2 separate regions of the Hordeum vulgare genome follow, and region 1 is linked to region 2. Evidence: chromatin contacts called from public Hi-C data. All regions are on one chromosome and are shown on one strand. The core of a region is the stretch at or near the end of the contact, and the rest is flanking DNA. Distances in the headings are between cores, read along the strand shown. Region 1 holds the start of LOC123426779 (pre-mRNA splicing factor SR-like 1). Region 2 holds the start of LOC123426763 (E3 ubiquitin-protein ligase At1g12760-like).

What was found. Hi-C and Micro-C count contacts between places; a contact is called where the count stands out from the background.
Region 1: a Hi-C map of leaf shows a contact between it and region 2, with 7 times the contacts expected there. The contact joins the promoter of LOC123426779 here to the promoter of LOC123426763 in region 2. A contact is called at or near these places in 5 of 6 Hi-C or Micro-C datasets (leaf, seedling and an unstated tissue).

The regions. Positions count from the first base shown.
Region 1 is chr1H:120,656,405-120,660,892 of MorexV3_pseudomolecules_assembly, reverse strand. LOC123426779 (pre-mRNA splicing factor SR-like 1) reads left to right here and starts at 3,149. Exons shown (of 5, transcript XM_045110665.1): 1 at 3,149-3,387; 2 at 4,267-4,488. The coding sequence starts at 4,285.
Region 2 is chr1H:120,360,877-120,365,874 of MorexV3_pseudomolecules_assembly, reverse strand. LOC123426763 (E3 ubiquitin-protein ligase At1g12760-like) reads left to right here and starts at 3,555. Exons shown (of 7, transcript XM_045110654.1): 1 at 3,555-3,680; 2 at 3,754-3,891; 3 at 3,966-4,022.

The sequences.
Region 1 (4,488 bases), core at 1,900-4,399, 300 kb before region 2:
CTCCCTCCTCATGATAACACCATCAATCATTAGACTGGTTTCCAACCATTAGTATGTCCACCCTTGAGAAGTCGAGGCTAGGGTGCTACAATTAGGATCCCTATCAGATAAACCGATAACTATATTTCTTGATGTAATTAGATGGATTCCACTACCATAACAACAGGTGGATGCAGCCGCTCAATCCGGGTGGGGAGCATACAAATCTGCAAAATAGGGAGATTAGAAGATGATGATTTCTTTAACAATTTGATATATAGTGTCATAATATTTTATAGATGGTTAATCCCATATCTAAATGCCACATATCTTGATTCATGCCTAGCAAAAATTCCAACATTTTCTAGAAACAGGAACAATCGATGCATTGTGAATGGCAAGGAGAAGTGGAGCTAGGTACAATCTATTTAGGGATATACAAGAATTAGTAAAATCCAGAGTTTCAAATCTAAGTAAACACCTATTATTCCTGCAACTCCCCGCATCAACTAACAGTCTAATACATGCCATATGGTAGCATATATTAAGCGATTCAACTTAGTTACTGGCTTACTGCAGCCACTACAACAAAATATGCAGATTATAGAACATATAAAAGGGGGAGGAGAGCGAAGTTTGTGTGCTCGGGCACCTTGGTGTCCTTTTTTGAAAAAAATCGAAAAACATATTTAAAGGTTTCAAAAATAATTCTGTGGAAACTTCTATGTATTCATTACGAATGAGTGAAATTTCGTTTTGAAGAAATGTAATTTGTAAGCTGTACGAAAATAACAAAATTTAGGACCAATAACAAAAAAAAGCCCATTTAAAAATACATATTTTCATTTTTTTGTATGACACATGTGAAAGTAAAATGATTTGCAATTTTGCAGATAGATAATATACATGTTTGTGTGTCTACAAAAAGTTCAGTTCTTTTACGTTGTAGAAATATGATTTTTGAAAACAGACACCATGGTACCCATGCACCATTGCTATTTTTTTTGGGGGGGGGGCTACTACTGTCACATGCACTGCTCAAAGTAAATTGGTTCTTCTGAACCTCTGTTGAGCTGCGCAGTGCCTATCAAGAAGCTCGCCACGGTCCGTTAGTCGACTGTTTCCCTCCTTTGCTCTTCTAGCTTTGTTCTGTTCTGTTAGATTGCTAGATGGTTTCTCTGTTTCTTGGCTTCTATGTTTCACATACCAGTGGTTAAATAAATTGGATGTTTTGCAGAGATGGCAACCAGGCAAATGCGGCAGTGGCAGCTCCGAGGCCGCAAAAGCCAAGTTAAAAAAGATCTATGCAGTGTACACAGATATTTTCTTTGCTCTTGTTCTTCCTATGGCTTTTGGCGTTGAGATTGATGCTTACTGTAGAAAGAATGTTGAGATTGATTCTTACTATAGAAAGAATGTTGAGATTGATTCTTACTGTAGAAAGAATGTGATGCTTTGTTGTTGCATTAGAGCTCTTTCTGGATGTATCTATTCAATTTACCCACGAGAAAGAGACAAGCATAGAGAGTGGCGTGGTTTGAACATGAACACGCGTGCAGTTCTTTTAGACCCCAACAAGCGTATCCCCTAGGACGTCGGAGGAGAAGCAGAAGAGCATGCAAATGTAGGAGAAAAGCTACAGAGCAGGCCTGGTCATGGAAATAGATCCAGCGGTTGGAAAAGGTAGGATGCTTGGTACTTGGTCGGATCTGGGGCAGTTGGCCCTTGGCGGCGTAGACAAAATGGATCCGTGTCGACGGTGACTTGCTTTTGCATGACGGTAGTTCTTGTTGAGATGCTTTTGGCGCCGCCGGCAGCGACCTCCTCCATGTACTCGTCCTCCCTGTCGGCCATATCCATGGATCCGGATTGAGAAGAGAAAGGGGTAGGAGTCCAGACGGCAGAGGAGGGGTCACAGGTGAGGAAAGGGGAAGAAAGGAGGCGCGGGCGACTGGATGTCGAGTTTGCTTCCTTCTATGGTGGCCGGTGTCGAAGGACCTGGCCATAGGCCGATGGCACGATGCGGTGGCAGCAGCAACCCTAGCGTGCGTCGAGGGAGAAGGGATGAGGGCGATTTCCTCTTCCTCTCTGTCTTTCTTCTTCTTCTTGGAGAAGCAAACAACGCGACGGGGCAGCCAAGGGTAAACCGCTGGTCTTTTTTGTCTGTAGCTAATCCGACGTGGACAGCGCGAGAGCACGCCCCTGATGCGTAGCTTATTATGTTTTTATTGTATCGGATTTTTTATTGAACCAATTGGTTTTTGGAGGGTTGAAAAAAATCGGTGGGAGAATGTGGATGAAAGGATAGCTAGCGTTAGGAGGTTGAACCATCACGACAGACGGCAGATCCCGTTTTAATAGTAGAGATCAGCCCGCGCGGACACGTAGCACGCCCCAATTTGAAAGGAAGAGGAAAAACGTCCAACATGCAGTCTCGTCTTATAACGGGCCAGAACTCCTGAAGAGCCCAACAAAGGTCGTTAGCTGCTTGGAAAGCCCAATAGATGATTGGATTCCTAGTCGTACGCGACTCAAATCTGGCCAAACGGGCCGTGCCACGCGGGCCGGCACGGCTGCCCGCAGGCCAGGCATGACACGGGCCGAGCCCGACACGTGCTAATCGTGCTCGGGCCAGGCACGAGCACGCCGTGGGCTGTGCTCGGGCTGCCACCCCGAGCCCGCGTGCTGGCCCGACACGACACGATTAGGCAGCGAAGGAAATGGGGGACTGGGGGTGCGGGGCGTTGGGCGGGGGCGCGGGGCGTCGGGCGGGAAAGAGGGCGTCAGTCCCAGTCGCGACGCGAATCTAGGGGAGCGGGCGGGAAACGGGGAGCAGGCGGGCGGGAAAGGGGGAGCGGGCGGGCGGGAAAGGGGGAGCGGGCGGGCGGGAAAGGGGGAGCGGGCGGGAATTTAGGCGGGATCTGTGGCGGGCCGCCGTGCGAGAGAGGGCCAGATGAAAAAAAATAACAAATATGTGGCGCGCCGCCGTGCCTTAACGTGCCACGGGTCAACCCGATTAGGCCACGTGCCGTGCTTGGGCCTGGGAGGCTGACACGCGGGCCGACACGGCACGACCTGTATATTAATCGGGCCCAGGCGGGCCATGCCGTGCCTGGTACGATTACGGCGGGCCGGCCCGTCCGCCCGTTTGGCCAGGTATGACGCGACTCCCCCATCTCCACAAATCCACAGCCGACCCTCCCCTCCCCTTTCCTCGCCTCCTTCATCCATCTCCGGCGATCTCCCAGCTACCGTCGAATCCCAAACATCACACCCTCCGCCGTCGCCGAAGCCGATACGAGTTCATCCTCTACAGAGAGTCGTCATCCCCTCTGGTTTGGGGGTCTCCGCAAGCCGCCCTCGCTCTCGGAAGCCAAGGAGGTCGTAGGGTTTGCGCGCATCCTCCGTGTGAGTAACTGAGTATCCCTTTCTGTTTCCGCGTACATAGATTCATCTCGCCAGTTACTAGTTAAAGTAGAGACGATTACTAGTTTGAGCCATTTTTTTGCTATTAAGTGCGGAATAGATGAGAATATCCTCTGGACGAAATCGTGTACGTTAACGACAGGGTTTCTGATGAATCTGTGTGATTAATGGCCATGGAAATTTCTTTGTGCAAAATATAGTTCTATTCTAGTTCTACTTGGCCCCATAGAAATACAATGTATGGTGGGTTGCATTTGTCCACACCAGCGGTTTGGAGGGATTAAATTATTGTGGGTAATCCTTAGGCTAGATACATGGTGGGAAAGGATCAGTGCAGGTTATCTGGATATCACAGTGGGGACCCTTTTAATTGAGTTATATACTCCCTCCGTTCCTAAATATAAGACCTTTTAGAGATTGTACTATAAACTACATACAGATGTACATAGACATATTTTAGAGTATAGATTCACTCATTTTGCTCCGTATGTAGTCTTCTAGTGAAATACCTAAAAGGTCTTATATTTTGGAACGGAGGGAGTACATGGTAAAACTATCAGCCACTCTCGAGGTTTGCTTGTGTGGCATTACTTGTCAGACGCACTGATAGTAACATAGTATAATCTGTTGACCTTGAGAGCTTAAGTGGGGATTTCATGGGTAGTGAGGGACACATGAATTTTCAGCCGTTTGAGGTAAAGACTGATCTACATTTTTCTCAGGTGGCAATATATCTGTAAATATTTGCGTAATCGTTCTATCAGAACTAAATCCAGTTTTCTTCGTATTTTGGGAAAAGATTCACGCGGGACATAAGCTTTGAGGCTTTAAGCTAAGAGGATCCCTCTGTTTTTGGTCCAGGTTTGTGTTCGCTGAAATATGGAGATACAGACTTCAGGAAAGCCCATCGATATGTTGATGGAGAAGGTTCTTTGTATGAATATTCTTTCTTCTGATTACTTCAAGGAGCTCTACAGGATGAAGACCTATCATGAGGTCATTGACGAGATCTATAACCAAGTTGATCATGTGGAGCCTTGGATGACTGGCAATTGCAGGGGTCCTTCCACTGCATTTTGTCTC
Region 2 (4,998 bases), core at 2,306-4,805:
GAGGTGGAGAACGAGAGGCGAGGAGGTCGAGGGGAGCGTGGGTGGTGCGAGACAGATGCCTTATCCACAACCGCTCCCCACCTCTCGCTCGTATTATACGAGGAGGGAGACCCAGCGCTCCCCACCCCTCACTCGTGGTGGCCGAGGCCCAGCGCTCCACACCCCTCACTCGTTGTGGCCGAGGCCCAGCGCCTAGTTGCCCCTCTGCTCAGCTACCATGGGTCGGCCAAAGGCCATGCACGCCTAGGCTCAGGCGCGGTTGGCCTTTAGGCTGCCCCTTGCTGTGGGCCGAATGGCTACTAGACACGAGTTTTTTTTCCTTTCTTAAAAAATAGTAGCATTAATTATTGTATGTGTGCAATATTAGACTTTGTTTACTAATTAGTTTGATGATTTACATTTAGTCTAGCTCTAAATTTGTTCTAGATTAGGACTTGTGTAATTATTAGTATGTTTATATTATGCAATGGCTTGATAATATAAATAAAGTACCGGATTTCACCAGGGAAGAAAGCATGTTCTATGTGTTTACCACATGTAAAATTCTCACGAACATGTTTTTGCGATTGAGATCCGCTTCCCTCGCGTGTCAAACTTGCAAATTTTTGAATATTCTCTCCCTTATTTATTGGAATCACAAGGTAATGAGTTAGGATCTACTGCTCATTTGCAGACTATCCTCTCTTATTGTGAGGTCTATATTTTTTCAATCTCGACAAACGATTACCTTCAAAGTGTATTCCGTGTATCTCAATTATAGCATACACAAGGTAATGGCATTGTATCCCATTACTGTGAGATCTAAGTGATCTTCAATGTGTTATGTTCACACAATTGAGGTTGAGAATTTTTCAAGTTTCACTTGACTATTATTTTTTTGCATTCTTATTACACAACCATGATGGTTTTTATTTTACCACCCGTAAATTAATTATCTCTGGTTCCCCATGTAGGCAAAGATATCTGCCAAAGAGTTTGAGGAGCTTGCCCTCAATGGCCAAAACTACCCTACATGAGCTATGGACATCAAGATCAGCCTTGCGTCTCGTGGGATAGCATGTGCAATCCAGCCCCCGGAGACTCCTCTCCTGGCTGGAGCCACGGCACTGACAAAACAGCAGAATTATTCTGCCTTATTCATCATAAGGCACCATATTCATCCAGATCTCAAGTCTGAGTATTTACAGGAGGATTCTCCTAGTACTCTGTTTCTGGCCCTCAAAACGAGGTAAGAACAGCACAAGGCAACAGTCCTGCGAGGAGCACTCCATGATTGGACTCATCTCCGCCTTCAGGATTTTAAGTCCATTGGTGAGTACAATCATGATGTTCATAAGATATGTTCCAAACTGCGCTTTTGTGAGAAGGAACCTACCGAGGGGGAGAAAATAGAAAAAACTTTGTCTACCATGCTCCCTTCAGACATGATCCTCCAACAGCAATACCATGCTCGTAATTACAGTGTCTATTCCGAGCTTATTCACATGTTACTTCAGACTGAAAAGCATGATGAGCTACTCGCTAAGAATGGCTCTCAACGCCCAATTGGGGCACAACCTTTACCTGAAGTTCATATGAATGTCGCGAATAGACATGAGTTTAATGGTACCTTTCAGGGTAAACAGTCCAATTTTGAGCACAAGAGAAAGCGCAATGGGAACAAAAAATTCAGAAACTTGGGCAAGTAAAAAGGCACTTCAAAGCCCAAGTTTGATAAATCTAAGCTTTGCAATAAGTGTGTATGCTACACGCATTATACTGAAAAGTGCTCAATGCCCAATCATCTGGTTATGCTGTACCAGCAATCTCTGGGACGGAAAGCACCTCAAGGGAAAAGGCTTGAAGCCAACTTCAACCTTCATCCACATAGCGCAAATGGAGTTGGCAATTCGCACGAAGTTTCTACTGGACCGAGCAACGCCATGATTCCTTATCCCGTTGAGGACCCTGCTGAAACGGAGGCCATGTTGATTGAATACACTTCAAACAACATGTTTGACGACTTTGACTAGTCCCTCGATCTCCTTAGTGATCTACTTGATTGTGTTCATTTGTGATGATTGTAATAAGAACGTAAGTTTGTTGTTGTCTTTGGATCATATTATATTGCATCAGCACATTTGATATAATAAAATTGTATTCTATGTATTAATATAAGGTTTTTTATTGAAACTTCTTTTGTTTTATATAGTTTTCTACGGCAACAATCCGATGAAAGAGGAATTATGCCTTGTGGACAGTGGTACCACAAACTCCATAGTGAGGGAGATGAAATATTTTCAAACTCTGAAAAAGATGAATGAAGATATTCTCACTATCGCTGGACGCGATACAGTGATTGTTGATACTGGACGTGCCATATTCACCCTTCCTAGTGGTACACAAGTGACTATATATGATGCTTTATTGTATCCCGACTCCTCATGATCAAACGTAGATTAGAAAGAGTGTTAAGATTAATTAATCATGTAATTAGAAGGAATCTCCCCTTTCTCATGGACGCATCCCTTCTTAAACGGACGCCTATCCAAAGCATCATGTCTCTCTAGATAGTATAAAAGTCAACATGTAATGACAGATGCAAGTACTCGAATCACTTTTGATTTTAAACAAAATCAGACGGAGTTGGCCTCACTGAAGGAGCTTTTTTTCGAGGGAGAAGCTTCGTACTCCATTAAAGAACAAGAAAGATCAACCTAATCCTGCACATAACAGACATTATTATGCACTCTGTCGTTGATGAAGTCACGGACCAACTAGCGGTTGCGTGTGGACTGAGATCCAGCACCGATGAACAGTGTGGTGCCTTGCCCTTCATTTCTGTCCGTTGAATCGAGAATTGATGGTCGGATGAACATCAAGTGCTTTTCTACACCCGAATAGTAAATTTAAAAAAAAAGTAAAAATATTCAAAAAAATTTGATTTTTTTTCTTGGCAAACTTTGACAAATTTTCTAAGTACTCGAAAATTTTCCTCATGAAATCACATTTGTGGAAGTCGTGGTAAAAAAACAAAATCAAAACCCTAAAAATGCTACTTTCGAAAGCATTTTCGAACACCAGCTTTGTTTTTTTGTCACAACTTCCACGTGATTTCATACTGAAATTTTACGAGCTCTTGGACATTTTATCAAAGTTTACCGTAAAAAAATTCAGATTTTTTAAAACACTTTTGCAATTTTTTTTGAATTTATCGTTCAGGTGTAGAAGAGCACTTGATATTCATCCGACCATCGATTCTTGATCCAACGAACAGAAATGAGGGTCAAGGCACCGTTCACCGGTGCCTTGCTTTGTCAAGGCACTGGATCTCAGTCCGCTGCCTGCCATCCCGGCTCTCTTGCGCCAAACACCGATCCCATTTCATTTCCCGTGGAGCGGCCACGTGCGGTTCTCACGCCGCTCTCCACCTCGCCGTGCGATCCGGGACGCGCATCCGGCCAACCCAACGGCCGCGATCGATACAGCTCGCCCTTCTCCTTCCCCCACCTCGAGCGGCCAAAAGATTCCTCCAAATAATCTTATTAAAAACAAAACGAAATCACCACGGCGAAATATAATTGTTTTTCCCTTGGAAACATACGTCGTCACTCAACTTGGAGAACGGGGAAAGAGAGGAGAGGAGGAGGAGTAGACTGAGGAGGACGAATTCGACTCGGAGTTTTGGACTCGGCCATTTGGTATATTCCCGTCTTCTCCTTCCCCGCTAGCTGGGTGCTTCCGTCTAGCTAATGGAGTTTGCTTTGGTCCAAGGGTTTGGCACCTGTTCCTTCCCCTAAGGCCCAATCTTGCCGTCCGGCGGTTTTTCTTGGGATTTCTTTGGTGGAAGTGGAACCCTCGGTGGATGGTCGCTTGGGAGCCAGGCATTTGATTCGATTTTAAGTGGTCCAGGTACGCGTCTGGCGTTAGTCCGCTGCTTTCTTCCGCCCTCTTAACTCATGGATTCTTGAATCTGTCAGTTTCAGGCGATTGGAGGAGCTGCTGGCTGCTGCTGCTGTTCCTCGGGCGTGGATTTTCTCGAGGTATGTGGTGTTTCTGGTTCTGCTTGGTTCTGCTTGATCTTTCTTTTGTATGTGGCGGACTTGGTCCTTGTTTTTCAGTCTCTCAATTATTGATGGAGAAATGTGAGGGAAACTGGTGAAAATCTGTCTAGTGTTTGATTAAGGCTGTATGGAAGAAGAATATATAGCTATTAACTAGAGTACTTTTTTGCTACACTGAGCATCCAACTTCAAAGAGCTTATAATTGGTGTCTGGACTCTCTGGATAATATAATTAGATGAATAGAGCGTCTGAAGATGCCACAGCCTCGAATATACCTAAATCTGGAAAAAGTTTTTGGTTAGTTTGGAGGTCTGTTGTCATGATTTACAAGTTTCTTGTACAAGACGAACTCAGTTTGGGGCTCTTCGTCTATTTTCAGTGAGATGTCGATAATGCTCATGCTGGTGATAGACTAGACTCGCCCGTAGATAATGCTCATGCTGGTGATAGACTAGACTCGCCCGTAGATAATGCTCATGCTGGTGATAGACTAGACTCGCCAGTATTTTGTTCCTCTGCTTTGTTCATCATTTAAATGAATTATTATATTTGATTTGCTCTCTAAATCAACTCGGGAGATACTGATCGGCCTGATATTGGTAGTATAAAGGGCAGCCCGGTGCATGTAGTTCCCGCTTTGGTAGTATATGCTGTCATGAAAATCTTTACATGTCTTCGCTGAAGACCTCTTTACATTTCCCCGTCTGATTACCTTGAACACATGATGTTCTTTAGTCGTAAGTATTTTTATGTGTAAAATGATTGTATACTCTGCTCAAATGATTAAATAAGACGTTTTGGTAGTTTAGATCGAACTGCCAAAACGTCTTATATTTGGGGACATAGGGTGTAGTTGCTACTATTATTATATTATAAGCATTCCGTTTTAAGTTGCTAGAGAATGTTGTTCATCCATACGAGGTTTCAAACTTAGCCTCCATTTGTTACAAGTTT